Linked DNA regions of Mus musculus: region 2 is linked to region 1. A link is a contact called in public Hi-C data. All regions are on one chromosome and are shown on one strand. Each heading gives the region's core, a stretch centred on a gene start, on an enhancer-like site or on the middle of the called end of the contact. The rest is flanking DNA. Distances are from core to core; before and after follow the strand shown. Region 1 overlaps Ttll11 (tubulin tyrosine ligase-like family, member 11). Region 2 overlaps Ttll11 (tubulin tyrosine ligase-like family, member 11).

What was found. Hi-C and Micro-C count contacts between places; a contact is called where the count stands out from the background.
Region 2: a contact with region 1 is called in a Hi-C map of cerebral cortex, with 1.8 times the contacts expected there. The contact joins two enhancer-like sites. A contact is called at or near these places in 1 of 15 datasets of contacts at CTCF or cohesin (large pre-B cells), 7 of 484 Hi-C or Micro-C datasets (the G1E-ER4 cell line, cerebral cortex, embryonic stem cells and 3 more) and 2 of 115 datasets of contacts at active chromatin or transcription factors (the 230-238 cell line and embryonic stem cells).

The regions. Positions count from the first base shown.
Region 1 is chr2:35,766,767-35,769,733 of GRCm38.p6, forward strand. The region is part of intron 9 of Ttll11 (tubulin tyrosine ligase-like family, member 11); the gene reads right to left. Among named protein-coding and RNA genes, the nearest start is that of 9030204H09Rik, 51 kb to the right of the region's middle. Within about 2 kb of position 1,570, at least 37 of the 459 cell types and tissues checked have an H3K27ac peak or open chromatin away from gene starts, as enhancers often do. A contact at or near this core is called in cerebral cortex, where this site is marked.
Region 2 is chr2:35,926,767-35,929,641 of GRCm38.p6, forward strand. All of the region lies in intron 3 of Ttll11 (tubulin tyrosine ligase-like family, member 11), which reads right to left. Among named protein-coding and RNA genes, the nearest start is that of Gm35396, 45 kb to the left of the region's middle. Within about 2 kb of position 1,580, at least 12 of the 459 cell types and tissues checked have an H3K27ac peak or open chromatin away from gene starts, as enhancers often do. A contact at or near this core is called in cerebral cortex, where this site is marked.

The DNA of each region.
Region 1 (2,967 bases), core at 320-2,819:
CTACCTTGATAAATGGCACCTCCACCTACCTACTTTCAGGAGTCAGAAACCCCGGGTCAGTTTTGAAACTTCTCTCCTACAACCTCAGCTTCCTGAAACACTTCATTCTGTACATCAAACACAGCAAGCCAAGCTCTCCACCTGCTGGGATGTTTGACCTCTGCCGGGCTGTGGGACACCTGTGCCCACCTCACCTGCCCTCCTGCCTCCGAAACTGCCTAATAGAGACCAGGTCAGCCCTGCATTCCCCTGACTGAAACTCAGGAGGGAATCCACACTCTCCTAAGTCCCTCATCCCTTTCTCTAGTGGGTTTGAACAGCAGTGTTCCCTTCCTACCATTCCACCCCATTCTGTCTCCAGAACACTCTCTAGGCCTACAATGCCCTGTCCCTGCATCCCGCCTGGTGACTCGTTGCATCTTTCTAATCTCAGTTGCTATTGACCATAGTGAGTTTATTTTTTTCAGTTGCACCTCCCTGATCCACCTCCTGAGAGAAATCACTCTATGCTATGCTCATTGAAAGGTATTTTCTTTTACAGAATTATATCTATCTATCTATCTATCTATCTATCTATCTATCTATCTATCTATAATACTTAGGTTACAGGAAGTTTTCTGTGTTACATGTCTGCCTGGCTGCTCTGAGCAACACCTGTGTGACACACAGCACAACTGTCATCCTACTTGGGCTATCAGTCACTATGCATGAAGACGGGAAGTGCCTCAGGTAGGCTCTGTGTGTGTGTGTGTGTGTGTGTGTGTGTGTGTGTGTGTGTGTGTGTATGTATGTATGTGTAACCAATGTGTCTGGCCTGGAGAAGACACCTGTGAATTAAGCTCCCTTCCTGATTTCATTAAGTCACCAGAGGGACCCAAGCTTGATGGGACAGCGTGTCCCTTGCAGGGCAGCTGCATAGACTCCATACACCCATGTGGTGGCCCTCTACACCCCAAGATGGTGGGTGGTGCCCTTTTACCTAGCTGCACCTTTGAGAATTTAGAGAAGCTGAAGGCTGGGCCTCGGGGGAGAAGGTGGGCTGTAGGGGTGATGTCCACTCACAAGGGGTCCCAGCCCTGTCCTCAAGGAGACAACCCCGAGGCGCTCTTCAGAGCCTGCCTGTCACTTGAGAGGTGAAAGGAGGTAGATCAGTGTCAGAAGATGGAGCAGTGGGTTCCAGCTTGACTCGCATTAGAACGTCACATGGAGCTCAGAGGCAGGAAGGGAAATGCTCCTTTATGCTGGAGTTTATTTTTGTCACCCTGTCAGAGAGAAATTGCAGCCCTGGGGGCATTGGAGCTGCACAGAATTACCCAAAACATTAACATGCAAATTGCCTTCTTTAGAGAAGGTAATTTTATTAGTGCACGAAAATCTGAAAAACCAGTTTCTTTCTTGTACGGTGCCTGGGCACAATCCTGTCCTGGAGCGCACTGGGGAAAGTGAGGAGAGACTTGAACTTTAGGATTTTGTCATCTTCTCTAGTCACACACCCTTAGCATGGCAGCTGGTGGCTGCCAGGTGGTGCTGCCCGGGATGGAGAGAGCAAGTGACTGCCTCGAGATCCATCCCACGTGCCTCAGAGAGCCCGAGGAGTGCCTAAGGAGTGCCTGGAAACCACTGTGGGGACTGGAAGCCTCCGCTCTGAGAACCAAGAGCCGCCTGTTCCTGTGGACGCTTAGTCACATCTATTTTAGAGCACATCTACTTCACAGAACTAAGTCACAGGCCCCCAAAGAGAACCAGGATCTGGCAGGAAGGCACTTGTGGGTATCAGAGGGGAGGGAAGGGAAGGGGAGGGGAGGGGAGAGGAGGAGAGGGGAGGAGAGGGGAGGGGAGGGAGTGCTGGGGCTGATATCAGGGATGGGCACTGCAGGAACTCTTAGGCAGGAAGGGTTTCACAGGGTCTGGTCAAGGCTGTTAAAATGGTGGGAATGGGAGGAATTCCGGGCAGGCAGAAACATCTGAGCAGGGGGGTAGAGATGGGGACCAGCAGTCTATAATAAAGGTGCCCATGGCAGGGGAAAATGGTGGAGGGATGGGGGATGGGAATGCAGAGAGTGCAGACAGCCAGCAGAGGTGCCTTCAAAGGCTGCTCTTTCACTCTGCTGTTGCCCAGTTTGTAACCTGTAGAGCTTGCTTAGAACAGAAAGAAAGAATTCCATGCCCCATGGGATTTTAGGAGGGAGGGGGTTTTCCCAGCCCAAGGGTGCCAAAATGACAGAAGGTTCTATGAGGCTGCGATTACATAAGGCTCCCTCCTCTTTTTAAGCAGTGAACAGGAAAAGCAGGGGCAGAGACGCCCACAGCCACCAAGAAGCTGCTGGGTGATGTCAGGTCTGCCCCAGCAGGGATGTGCACTCTTCCTGGGAGGCTCCACAACCTCCCTCACCCTCACCTGGATGGCAGCTGTGGCGCATAGCCATGGTGGGGGTACAGGGAACTTCTGAGAGACTCAGTGGTTGTCTTTTCTGAAGCCCAAGGGGGTAATGGTGTTGCTATTGGCATTTGGAGCTGAGTAGCTCTTTGCTGGGGCTGCCCAGGACATCATGGGGGTTTAGCAGTATCCCCAGCCACTGCCTGCTAGATGCTGGTGACAGTTCTGCCCACAGTGGTGACCAGACACGCTCACACCCTGGGAGAACTTGGGGCTCGGGCTTTAAGCCCTGTGACTTTCTGTTCCAGTGGAATGAATGCACACTTGAGAAGGAAACCTTGGCACTGTGCTCTCTGCTGGAGACCTTGGTCTAGCTGGGACCCTCCGAGAGCCCACGTGCAGACCGATCAGATAGCACTTTTGAGTTTTAGGACGCCCAGCTTTATCGCAAGATTCCACAGAAAGCCTCTGCCAGTGATTCGTGAGACACATTCATGGTAGGTGCTGACTGATGGAGCTGAGTGTGCCCAAGTTCCAGGTGGGGGCCGTGCATTCATGGAAGAGGCTCCCGGGGCCCCACGGTAGTCCAG
Region 2 (2,875 bases), core at 330-2,829, 160 kb after region 1:
CACAGTGAGGTGGCTTGCCCAGTATCCCACAGTCAGTGAAGACATAGAGGGGACTTGCACCCTGGTCCCTTGGACTCTGGCTCACTGTTTCATTTCAGGTTAAATGAGGCCATAAGAGCTTTCCTTGACTTGCCTGTCTCCCATACTTCACATCCTTTATTACCCTGATTTGCACAGTGCCTGTGTTGAGCTCATTTCAGACTGCCCCATCTATCTCCTTTGGACCATCCATCAGCAGTGTCTTAGTTAGGGTTTCTATTGCTGATAAAGCACCATGACCAACGGCAGCTTGGGGAGGAAAGGGTTTATTTGATCTTACAGCTTGTAGTCTATTCATCCTGGGACGTCAGGTCAGAAACCCAGAGGCAAGGGCTGGTGCAGAGGGCATGGAGGAACACTACTTATGGATCTCCTCCTCCTGGCTTGGACAGCCTGCTTTATTATGCCCCTCAGGATCGCCTGTCCAGGGGCAGCACCACATCAATCAATAATCAAATAGTGCCCTACAGATTTGCTAACAGGCCAATCTCACAGGGGCATTTCCTCAATTGATGACTCTAGCTTGTGTCAAGTTCATATAAAACTAACCAGGACACTCAGTGCCCTCCACTGAAAGCAAAGATTCATTCTTTGGATACTGGGTATTAAAAAAATCACCCAGTAAATGTCTGCTAAGACTAAGGGAAAACAGGCCTGAGTCCAGTGTGTGTCCAAGTCCTGGCTACATGTCATCAGAAGCCAAGGGATGCTGGGAAGTTACTCAACATTCAGAACCTTAGCTTCCTCCCATGTAAAGAATGAGAACATGATTTCATGGAAAGACAGATCAGAACCTCAACTTCTCAAGTGAAAGAAAGATGGATGGATGGATGGATGGATGGATGGATGGATAGATGGATGGATAGATGGGTAAGCATATGGATGGATGGATGGATGGATGGATGGATGGATGGATAGATGGATGGATAGATGGGTAAGCATATGGATGGATGGATGGATGGATGGATGGATGGATGGATGGATAAGCGGATGGATGGATGGATGGATGGATGGATGGATGGATAAGCATATGGATGGATGGATGGATGGATGAATGTGTGGATGGACAGATGGATGCATGGACAGATGAATGGATGGGTAAGCAAAAGGATGGAGGGATGAGTGGGTAGATGGATGGATATGAATGGATGGATGCTCATCCTCCCAGCCTAGAAACCCAAGAGCAAGGACATTTCCAACCTGTTTTGTAGCTTTAGCACTTGGTACTAGGTAGGTCTCAGGAAATGCCTGCCTACCACAAGGTCTCGGTACATGTGCACAGTGGAAGTTACATATGCCTGTTTACATATACAAGAGCACAAGCCGACCACTCCAACCTCTCATCTCTGCTTTTACAAGTGGCAGGTGATGGGAGCAGCCAACGCCAAATGAAGATTAAAAACAGGCCTGTGTGAAAAGCCCAAAGTAGGCAGTGCAGGCAGCATGAGTCCGGTGCCAGCTGACGCTTGGGCTAAGGCATGGGACAGGCAGACTTTCTCACGTCCAGAGAGGAGCAGCAACTTGAGCTGGAGATGATGTCATCACCCTAGGAAATGCACCAGCTGGTGAGCAAGGGACACAGGGACAGCATGCGCCATTTCACTGGGAGGAGGATGGCAATCTATTTTTGGAAATAAGAAGAGAAAAGTTGAAGCAGATGGAGAGAGAGGAAGCCATGCCTTTGGATCATCTGATTCTTCTGACATCTGGTTCCCCTCGCTTCTGTCTCCAGTCTTTTACTCACTGGACACTGCCGCCATGGGCCCCAGCCTCTAAGGATGTTGTGTGCCAAAAGCAGATGACATCCCATTGTTTATGTCCACTCCCTCCTGCTGTAGAAGGGAAAGAGGCACGTGACCAGGTAGAGGCTGAGACAAGACCTGGGCAGGGTGGCCAGTGAGTGACTACCTGGGCCTCTCGCTGGATGGAAGTATTTTGGTAAGTCTCCTCTGGCCCAAGTGTGTTGTACATTCTTGGGAGGCAGGTCAAGTCATGCTGACCAGACAGGCCAACTTCAATGGCTAACCTCCCAAGAGATAAAACCTTTCAATTAGACCAATGTACTTGACTGTCTACTGTGTGCTGATGATCAGTCAGACCCATCAGACCTCCTAGTAGGACAAAGAGAGAAGGAAACGTAGTCATACGTATCGTAAAGAAAACAGCTCAATGCCCTAGACATGGGCAGCAGAGCAGGCGTGGTAGAGAAAGAAAAGGCTTGCCCGGAGTTTAAAGAATTATCAAAGTTGAGCCAGGTGGAGAGGAACATGCCTGGCCATTGGAAGGTAGGAGGGCCAAGTTCAAAGCCATCTTCAGCTACCTAACAAATTCAAGGCCAGCCTTCTTCATGAGACCCTGTTTCAAAACAACATGAAGATAGAAAGGAAAACAAGAATTAACATCAGTCCTGTGAAATAAGACAGCGTTGGGGACTGAAGGAGACATGAAGGATGAAGTCCACAGGTCTAGGCAAAAACATGCCACAAAGAGCGATCGAGGAGCCGATACCTAAAACCCCAGCACGGTGCTGTAGAAATCACCCAGTCGGTCAAGTGCTTGACTTGTAAGCGGGGAGACTTGAATTCAACCCCTAGAATTCAGTTTTTAAAAATGGGCACAGAGGGCCCACATGACATGTGATGTCAGCACCAGGGAGGCAGAGGCAGATGTTTCTTTGGAGCTTGTTAGCCAGCCTGCCCTGGTTGGTCAGTGAGAAACTGCACCCCACAAAGGCAGATGTGCCTGACTGATGACACTGAGGTTGCCCTCTGACCTATACATGTATGTTCATGGGTGTGTGTGAGCACATACACACACAGTAGGCCACAAAGTACTG